2 separate regions of the Ovis aries genome follow, and region 2 is linked to region 1. The links are chromatin contacts, called in public Hi-C maps. All regions are on one chromosome and are shown on one strand. The core of a region is the stretch at or near the end of the contact, and the rest is flanking DNA. Distances in the headings are between cores, read along the strand shown.

Region 1 (5,225 bases), core at 1,761-4,260:
GAGCTGAAATTCAAATCTAAATCTGACATCAAAGCCCTGTGTTGGACACTAGAAGAGCTGATGAATAAAATACGTAGGAGTTCTTTTCCTATTGCTTGTTCGGCACAGAGTGAGGGAAACAGCGCATCTACCAAGCTGTATAAGAAAAAGTACATATAAAGCAGCAAGTGCAGAGTAACAGACATCACTGTGCCCTAATACCTTAGAAAGAATAAGTCAGGAAAGGCCTTCGGAAGAAAGTAAGTATTAAAGAAGGCTGAGCGATGCATCAGGGCAGGAAGAAAAGCCTGTATGAAAGTGTAGAGGCAAGAAGAACAGTGGAGCTACCTATGTGAAGTCTGGCAGATGGGACAGGCAGCGGGCAACTGGTAAAAGGTAACTGATGAAACCAACATCAGTTCCTGCTTCAAGTGATAACTGTGTCATGATGGAAATAGCAAAGTAAAGATTATGTGTAGTTCAGAAAAAGAAAGGAAGAGAGAAAAAGCTTTCAGGATTTCCCCCTCTCCATCCTAAACATACCTAGGTGTTTTTCATCTTTAGTACACACTTTTCTTACGATCACATTTCTATCCCACTGGTGTTAGTTTTTCCATCTTTTTGCTAGAGGGTATACTTTCCAAGGGCAAGAACCATGTCTAAATGAAACCATAAACTCTCTCAGTGCTGGCTGCAGTGTTTGTAAGTGATTAATTAATGTTGAACATCTGTAATGTTGGTGTTTGTATGATGAATAGTTAAGTCTGGATAAGATTTTACTCTAAGATACTAGTTTCCAGGGAGGCATCCTTCACCATCTTTGAGTGCTATACATTCAGACTGTGAAACAGTAAACATATTATGGTTGACCAGGAAGAATTTACTGTAGGCTTCACAGGTGGCGCTAGTGGTAAAGAATCCATCTGCCAATGCAGGACACATCTGCCAATGCTGGACACGTCTGCCAATGCAAAAGATGTGGGTTCCATCCCTGAGTCAGAAAGATCCCCTGGAAAAGGAAATGGCAACCCCCTCCAGTATTCTTGCCCGAGAAATGCCATGGACAGAAGAGCCTGGCGGGCTACAGTCCATGGGAACGCAACGAGTTGCACACGACTGAGGGACTAAGCACAGCATAGAATGGACTGAGTACTATTAAGGATGGTATTAAAGAAGTGAGACATGCTCTTACCATAAGATCTCCTTACCAACAGCTGGGGAGCCAGAACACTAAAAAATAACCTTAGGAACATACCAGTAAGTGCAGAATAAAAGTAATAGTGTGAAATTAAATGCTTAAGTCCTGAGGGGATACAAACGAAGAATAAGCAGGAGCCCTTTCCAAATAAGATCTTATGTGCACTTCAAACTAAGTAAGTTATTCAAAGGTATCTATAGTAAAGACTAAAAGCTAAAATAAGAAAAACAAAATACCAAAAGCTGTGTGCCTTAACATTAGCCTAGAATATCTCCCTGGTGGCTCAGATGGTAAACAATCCACCTGTAAGGTGGGAGACCTGACTGAGTTCGATCCCTGAGTTGGGAAGATCCCCTGGAGGAGGGTCTGGCAACCCACTCCAGTATTCCTGCCTGGAGAATCCCATGGACAGAGGAGCCTGGCAGGCTGCAGTGCATGGGGTCGCAAAGAGTCACACACGACTGAGGGATTAAGCACGCAGAATATCTCCAAGGAGAGTGTTAGCTAAGGGTCTGGAACTTCAATCCTTCAGAGTCCTCTGTTTAGCACATCAATCAAATGATCCTAAATTAACGACTGAGCCTGCCTGGATCCCACCCATGCGCTCCGGGGCAAGCCTTGGTCTTCTCAAGGCTCTTCTTTTAGCAAGGCCAAATCCTCAACGGGCTTCCCTTGTGGCTTAGCCGGTAAAGAATCCGCCCGCAATGCGGGAGACCTGGGTTCGATCCCTGGGTTGGAACATCCCCTGGAGAAGAAAAAGGGTACCCGTTCCAGTATTCTGGCCTGGAGAATTCCACGGACTACAGCCCTTGGGGTCGCAGAGTCGGACACGACTGAGCGACTTTCACTCACTCAAATCCTCATCGTCTGCTATCCACTTCCCTACCTTTAAACTCTTCTAGCCTTACATCTTCCACAACTTCTTCTTTCGAGGCTCCCTCACTATTATTTAAAAATCAGTGCCTGAGATACACCTTTACTAAAAATATTCCTTCCTGTTCCTCCGTCCCTCAACTGTTGGCTGAAGCAGCTGAGTTTCGAGAGGTCACTTGGGCTCATGAAGTTCAACGCTTCTGTGGCTCTGGCGCACACAGATGCACACACATTCTGATCCCGCGGGCCACCCAAGGCGCTCATAACCATACAGGATGGGGTAAGGAGACGGGTGCTCACCACAGAGCTAAACTGGCTCTTCTTTGGAGCTACAGCTTCTGGAGAATGGTTCGGTCTCCTTCCGCGATTGAACGAATTAATCTACTTGATGTTTGCTAAAGGGCAAGGACAATGTCTCCTCTACCAGACAAGAAACTTCCTGGCGATGGACGCTACCCTTTCGTTCCTTTCCCAAGCTCCCATTCCTCACCATTTTGACACAGGATAGCTGTTAAAATTGTTTCATCTGCAAAATATCCCTTCCCAACTTTGAGTTTATGCCCATAAACGGAAACGTCCTTTAGCCAATTCGGCGACGAAGGGGTTAAATCTCAGCAACCTGATGGATTCTGGGGCTTTCCTTCCTCGACTTCAGAAATTAAAACGACCAGGAAGGGAAATTTTGCCCTAGGTAAAGATGAGAACCGTTAACTTCAATTGTCTGGCTTCTGCCCCAAACAGGAATGGCTACCTACGCCTACAAAGGGTGCCATTCCCCTAACTAAACTTGGCTGGCCCTACTTTCCACCACCGGAGCCACTTCCTGCCCAAGTCCAAAATGGCGCTCAGTAGCCTCACCAGGGTAACGAACCTCCCAGCATCCTCTTTGACCCGAACGTCATGTGACGCAAACCCCAGCCGGAAGTGGAGGAAAAAGCGCCTCAGCCCGCGGCGCCTGCGCAGAAGGCTCTAGACGCTGAGAAGCAGGAGGCACTTGGGATCGTCCGCAGGATTGGGACTGCTACACAGGCCGCCACGGAGCCCGCCGGAGCCACCGTTCCTGCTGCTGCCGCCGCTGCCCGAATCATAACCGTCGGGCCGCAGCAGCCGGCAATGCCTCGAAGGAAGGTGAGAGGAACAAGACGGGAGGGATGGCGGGTTTCTAAGGACAGTCGTTTGAGAAACATGACGCAGTTGGCCACGCCTCATAATGGTTGGGTTCCAACTTCCCGCTCCCCCGAACCTAGCTTAGCAACCCTCTTCTGTCCCTACCCAACAGAAAAATGTGGGCCCGACCCTGGCCTCGGCCTATGGTTGCAACTATTCCCGCCCTCTGCTTGCCTGGCTCGGAGGCGTTCTTCTCGTTAATTGGTCGCTGAAACGTCTAGAAACATATTGATTGGCTGGTGACACCGCCCATTTGGGCTCAACGGTCACCTCCCCGCGTGTGGGGGCGGTGTATGGGCCCGGCTCTATCGCTGTCCGACAGGCCGTAGAGAACGATCTCTCCTCTCTTGATTGGCTAGGCCTGCCAGTCTGTCCTGTGGGGGCGCGGTTTATCGGGACCGCGGTTGGGTGGCTCGAATCCCCTCCCTTCCGTCTGATGATGCTCACAGAGGCAGAGTTTTGGAGCATCCTTCCTTTCCCCGCGGGGGACAGAACAAAGCCGAGAACTGGGTGGTGGAAAACCAGCGCCCACTCCCCAGGGATCTCACTCTGGCCTGTTGCTCCTAAGCTGTGATTTTTCCTTGTCTGCTTAGTTAGCGCCTACAAAATGCAGTTCGTTAAATCAGAAACTTTATAAAATTAGATGGGGTTTATGAGATCACCTAGGGACACCCCCCACCCCTTCTTTTCTCAGCTAAACAAACAGGCTTAATGGAGTACCCCAAGCCACTCAATTAGGCAATGCAGAGCCGGGACTCCAGAACAAATCTAATTCAACAAATGTTTATTGACTGCTTGCTACCTGCTGGCTGCTGGGGATTCAGAAATTAATTAGACATGATCCTTGGCTTAAGGAAATCTGAGTCTGATGGGGAAAACAGACTCGTAAATAACTTGAAAGGATCTAGTAAATTCTCTACTTGGCAGTAATAGACAAAGCTTAATGGCACGAAAGTGAGAGAGCAATTAAGTCTACTATGGAGTAAGATGGGAAGTAGATTAGTAAAAGCCGGGAGAGAAGAAATCAATTCCATGATCAAGCCGGGAAGGTGATGGTCAAAGATAATTAGGGATTCAATATCTGAGTAATTGGACTGGATGACTTTTAAGACTCCCCTTTTGTTCTGCCAATTTTCTGTGACTGTCTCTGGAGCCTCCACTCAGTGTCTGGGCAGATTAGCTTTGGATATTTGGAAAGTTTATTGTATTTTTGTTCATTTCTGCAGAAATGTTTCTCTTCCCAGAGGCTTTCAGGTATTTATACTTTTTAATGTCTCCTACAGTGATGTACATTGATAGGTGGTATTAAGGCTCACCAAATGCAACAGTAGTACTGGTGCCTTGGAATAGGCCCACAGTTCTTTCTGCAGTTCCCAGATACAGAGAACTTGTGAAAATGTGTGCTTTTTAGTAGCTTATTTGGTGGCATAAACTGTCCTGAGGCGATTTACAGTTTTTGTGTGTCTCATTTAGTGTGAATGTTTATAAATTTTGCTGCAGAAAGGTTATTATTTGCAGATGTATGCAAATTTTTCTCTTTCCAAAAATCTAAAAGGTTATGAATGCTAAACAACTGGTGCTTAGGATTTTGAATAAAGAACTTAGTAATTTGAAGCTTTAGTGTTTTTTTTTTTGTTTGTTTTTTTTTTTTTTTTAGCAAATATGTTTCTCTTTCTGGTTTAGTAAAAGGTATAGTGTTAATAAAAGTTAATACTTTTATTAGCGCAGTTGATAAAAGTTATCTCTGGCTAACATGTTAGCTCAGAACGCTAACAATTGGTAAATAATTATTAATTGAAAAGGTGATTTTTAAAAACCTTCTGTTTGCTACTGCTACTGCTGCTAAGTCGCTTCAGTCATGTTTCCGACTCTGCCACCCTATAGACAGCAGCCCACCAGGCTCCCCTGTCCCTGGGATTCTCCAGGCAAGAACACTGGAGTGGGTTGCCATTTCCTTCTCCAATGAGTGAAAGTTAAGTCGCTCAGTCGTGTCTGACTCTTAGTGACC
Region 2 (5,225 bases), core at 1,011-3,510, 190 kb before region 1:
AATCATTGATTTTCATGTCTCAGTTCCACACTAGCCAGTGAGATCCTTGAGGGCAGGGATGGAGTTCCATTCATCTGTGTATCCCAACCCCTGGCCTGGTGCCTGGCACCAAGGACAGGCTTGGCCAGTGGTTGATGGATGAATGCGGAGTGGAAACTTGAAGGAAGAGAGAGTCAGTCAGGAAGGACTGAGAGGGCAATGAGGGCAAGCCTGGCAGGAGGCTCAGCCAGAGCAAATGTGTGGGCAGCAGAAAAGAGCTTCCCTTTATCGCACGCCATGACTGCCCGCAGCCTCTGTGCCTGCACTCTGCTTCCACATTCTGTCTCATTTAGTTCTTGCAACAACAGATCAGGAAACTGGCTTCAGAGAACCAAAGCAACCTGCCCAAGGTCACACAGCCAGGCCCGGAATGGAATCCAGGACTGTCTGGCCTGAAAATCTGTGCTCTTTCTGCTGGGTCACACTGCTCTCCTGGGGATAGGACCTTCTGGAGATGGACAAGGAGTGGGCCCAGCTACGCCTCTGCCTAGCTGAGCGCCGGAACCAGCTGCCCACGCTCAGGCCAACAGCTTCTTCCTCCCAGCCGGACCAGAGGCTCAGAGGCCAGACAAAGATTTATCTGTTCCTTCCTCCCCTGGCTTTGCTGGGGTGGGGGGTGGTCTTTGATTAGACATGCACACCCCCCACCACCCCCAGAGAAGGGCTGCTGTCTCCTGTACTGCCCAGGGTGCCTGGGGAATGCAGGGGGCCCTGTGACGCTGTCTGGGTTCTGCAGAATCTGTCTCCCTCATCGCACTTGGCCCAGGCTGATATTAAGATTCATCTGCATTCCCCATGCACCCGCCTGGCAGATGGTGGGGGAGGAGGCTGGGTGCGTGCTGGGGGCTGCAGCCAGAGACCAAGCTGGGCCTCGAGGGCCACAGCAGAGTGCCCACCCACCCTGCCCCATGGGCCAAGCCCAGGCTGGGGCTGTTCCAAATGCTGGGGTACCTCCTCAGCCTCACAGCCTCTGAAAAGTGCTGGGTGCTGGGACTTGACCTTTGATTTTTCTAAGGACTAAAGGGGCCCTGCAATTCCAAGAAGACAACGTGGAGATGTGGGGCAATGGGGGATGGGCCCCACTTTGCAATCTCGAATGAGGGTCTTTTTCTTCCTTCTTGCCCTGGAGGGTTGCAGAAACCTGAGACAGATACCCTGCTGGCATAGGAACCCCACATCCCTCATAGGAAGGGCAGAGTGAAGAATGGAGGTACAGCCTCCAGGGGCCTTGCTCACCTCACTTCTCAGCTTCTCAGGAGGCTTACCCTTGACCCCAGCCCCAGATATCCAGCCTGGCCCCTAGCTGCCTTTTCATCCCAAGACTCCAGTCAAGTTTCCTGTCACAGCGACTGGACTGAGAGGTACTGGGGGGAGGTGAGGAGGGTTATCCCAGCCCCTCTGAGTAAAGCAGAAGAGGATAGGAATTGAGATTATAACCAAAGGAGTTCAGGCTAGACACCCAGAAGAACTTCCCCCAGCACAAAAGCAAGTCTTGCAGACAGAGGTGGACTTTGGGCTGTGGAGACGGAAGGAAGACCTTCTTTTCTGGCTCTCTTGTAACGGGGTTTGGGAAAAATAATCTTTCCACATTCCAGGTCTCTTGGGGTTCAGGGCAGGGCAGCAGATTCTCAATGCTCCTTACCAGGAACAGAGGCCCTGCTCAGGGTTGGAATTAGTAGGGTTCCTATCCCCGAGGTCACCACCCTCTCCCTGCCTCGCGGAGTGAACTCCGCCCCCAAATCCTGCCCCCTGCGTCCTAAATCCCCGGGTTGCGGGCCGGCAGGGGAGGAGTTAACTGCGGAGGTACCGGCTGGGCTCACAGTACCTGCCGCCGCCGCCGCCGCCGCCGGTGGTGGGAGGGACGAGGAAGCGGGAGCCGCCTGGGCGCCAGGAGCGCTCCAGTCTGGCGGGAGGCAGCGCGGGTAGCGGCGGCGGGGCTTGGCGCGGCCAGGGGCGTCCGCCAGGGGGCGCGCCGCGACGGGGCGGGAGGGGCCATCTGGCCCGGGGAATTAGCTCTGGGGCGAGCGCGCGCGCGGGTCCCCAACACATCTGGGCGAGAGCGACGCCGCTGGAACCGAGGGGGCATATCTGCGGCCGCGGAGCCACCGCGCAGCTGGGGCCCTTCGAGGCGGTCGGGGCGCACATCTGGGGCCGCGAGAGGGGGCCGCGCCGCGCGCAGCTGGACCGGGGAGGGGGGCGGCGGCTGCACAGCTGGACCGAAGGGGGCGGGGTCGGTCCTGGGCGGCTGGCCGCGCGGAGGGCCGCCGGGGGCCGGGGGACTGGAGCATGGGACGGCGCGCCTGAAGGAGCGAGCAGGGGTGAGGAAGGGCCTGGGACCCTGAAGGGAACAGACGCGAGGAAGGGGCACGAGAGCAAAGAGGAAGATGCAACTGACTCGCTGCTGCTTCGTGTTCCTAGTGCAGGGCAGCCTCTATCTGGTGAGTGATCCGCGGGGAGCGGCGCGGAGGGGCGGGGGCTGGGAGGACTGGGGGAGAGCGCGGGAAGCTTCCGAGCCCGAAAACTTTCTCCCTTCCCCCCAACATCCCGGGGATGGAGGAGAAGCCTCGAGGCTGGGGGAGAGGGCGGGTCCGAGGCCGGAGACTGTACAGGAAGGGTTAATAGGGGCGGGGAGAGGGTGCTGGGCTGGCCCACCTACTCGGCCGCTGGTGGCGGGAGGTGCGACGGGCACGAGGGAAAATGCCCGCAGACGTCGCCAAGGGTCACTCGACCTCTTCCCGGGCCCCGGGCCGTGCGGAAGGGTAGTGGAGGGTGGCTGTGGAGCTGATGATCTGCCAGGGTAGGGGGCATGGGCTCTTCCGTGACCTCGGGGACGCGGAGGGACCCGGAGGGCCCCGCGCTCTGGGGCCCCCAGCGCACGAGCTGGCCCAGGCGGGGGGTGGCCCCCGCGTCCCTCGCTCCCGCCTTCCCTCCCGCTCCCTCCCTCCTTGCCTGTTGTTTTCCTCCTCTCCCGGCTGCGCGCAGCCCGAGCCCCACAGGACCTGGGCAGGCGGCTCCCGCCCCGGGCGCTCGCGGCAGCTGAGCGGAGCGCCCGAAGCCCGCTCCCCGTGCGCTCGCTCGCGTCTTCCTGGCGGCCCAGGACGCGGGGAATCCACACTAGACCCCAGCTCAGGGCGCGAATCCCCTCCGACCGACCGCCACCTACCAATCCTGTCGTGGAGAAGCCTCAGAGCCACATCTGGGTCTTCTCAAAACAATAATCCCCTTTGCCATTGTGTGGAAGAACCCTTCCCTTGTCATATCTCCCCCTAGGGCCCTTCTCTCCATCCTCCAGACATTCAGCTGTGACCCCCGCCCCCTCAGGGTTAAGTACACGCACACGTCTTCTGCCTTGACCCCAGCCCCGCGGCCCTCCCCTCCTGCTGTCCCTTTCCCCCACCCTTGGGTCCTGGCAGGCAGGGACACCGCGCACAACCGCAGACATGGCCAGGGCCAGAACAGGGGACATGAAGACCCCGAACCCCTTTGTAGCCGTGCGTATGACAACCTCAGGCATTCCACATCCTTATCCCAGGTCCCAGCAAGTCCAGATGCTGCCCAGCTGTGAGCTGGTGCACCTGGCGCTGGCTGTGAGACACAGAGGGCCTTTCTTGAAAAGCTGAGCATACCCATGCTGGGCAGCTGTCCTCAGGGAACCTGGTCCATTCCCCGGTGCCCTCCTGAGCTGTCCTGTGTTTGAGCTTGTCAGGCTGTCCTGCTGGCCCTCCCCACAGCTCCTTCAAGAAGCCTCCCCAGATGTTGCCTGTCAATAGAGCGGATGCCGCAGAGGCCATCCGAGCCTCCACAGAGCTTTCCAGAGATCCAAGATGAGGGTAGGGTTTGGATAAAACTCCCATAGAAGGACCCATCTGGTCTGAGAGCCTGGGGGTATGGTGGATTAGGAGGACTGACCCTGAGGGACCTAGTCTTGTGGTGATGTACACTGTGAGGCTGGTGTCCCCATCTGAGAAATGGGAATAAGAAGAGCTCCCTCCTAGTATGTCGTGTCCTGGCATGTTATCATCAGTGGAGTTTGGTTATCCTGGTTATGGAACTCACCCAGGTCTCCCTCAAACCCTCCCATTAAAACCTAAACCTCATTTGTGCTTGAGAGAGAACTTCACTGGGTTCTGTTTTCTTCTCTATCCTCTGTTGGTTCTCTTTGCCTCTGAGGGTAGAAACTCCCCCAGTGCAGGAATGGCGTCTCATTCAACAGACTAGAAAGTTCCCGAAGGCAAGGGCTGTACCTCCCCTGTCAAACGAGGGGCTCTCTCAGCAGAGAGATGGAGCACCCCGACCTGGCTTGGGGCTCTTTGAAGGCAGACAGTGTACCGCCCCCATTAGCCTGGGAATATCACAGAGGTGGAGACTGTATCTCTCCTAGACAACAACTGCTCTGTCAACGGAGGGGTGTACTGCGGTCTGATGAAGGCTCTCCCGAGATCAGGAGCTGGGCCTCCCCCATTAGACTTGGAGCTCTCTTAAGAGGAGAAGCTGGGTACCTCTGCAACCTTGGTCCCGGGAGAGAATTCCGCACCATCCTTCCAGAATTTGAATAGTGGCCAGAGGCAGCACAGTGGTGAGAGGAGCTAGGCATGACCTGAGTGTCAGAACGTGAGATGGAACCATGACACAGGCCAGAATGCACACCCAACCCCCAGTGTAAGTGAGCAACGTGCCGGGGCCCCTTGGCCCCAAGTCAGAGTGGAAGGGAGGGGCAGAGAGACGGTGCTGGTGGTAAGGAGTGGTGGGCTGGAATTCCTGAGTCCTCAGAAGGAGGACCCAGGTGCTCACTCTCCTCCCAACTCCCTCCGCAGGTCATCTGCGGCCAGGATGACGGCCCGCCAGGCTCAGAGGACCCTGAGCATGATGACTCTGAGAGCCAGGCCCGGCCCCGGATGCCTCGAAAGCGGGGCCACATGTCCCCTAAGTCCCGCCACATGGCCAACTCTACTCTCCTAGGACTGCTGGCTCCACCTGGGGAGGCATGGGGGGTCCTTGGGCAGCCCCCCAGTCGCCCAAACCACAGCCCCCCGCCGTCAGCCAAAGTAAAGAAAATCTTTGGCTGGGGTGATTTCTACTCCAACATCAAGACGGTAGCCCTGAACCTGCTGGTCACGGGGAAGATCGTGGACCACGGCAACGGGACCTTCAGTGTCCACTTCCGACACAATGCCACAGGCCAGGGC

The links. A called contact is a pair of places that touch in the nucleus more often than the background predicts.
Region 2: a contact with region 1 is called in a Hi-C map of tail adipose tissue, with 5 times the contacts expected there. The contact joins the promoter of NXPH3 here to the promoter of KAT7 in region 1. A contact is called at or near these places in 3 of 16 Hi-C or Micro-C datasets (liver, skin fibroblasts and tail adipose tissue).

Annotation. Positions count from the first base shown.
Region 1 is chr11:36,578,235-36,583,459 of ARS-UI_Ramb_v3.0, reverse strand. It overlaps KAT7 (lysine acetyltransferase 7), which reads left to right and starts at 3,010. Exons shown (of 15, transcript XM_015098720.3): 1 at 3,010-3,178. The coding sequence starts at 3,164. It overlaps FAM117A (family with sequence similarity 117 member A), which reads right to left and starts at 2,428. Exons shown (of 8, transcript XM_060395548.1): 1 at 2,351-2,428.
Region 2 is chr11:36,770,086-36,775,310 of ARS-UI_Ramb_v3.0, reverse strand. It overlaps NXPH3 (neurexophilin 3), which reads left to right and starts at 2,260. Exons shown (of 2, transcript XM_004012789.6): 1 at 2,260-2,477; 2 at 4,854-5,225. The coding sequence starts at 2,424.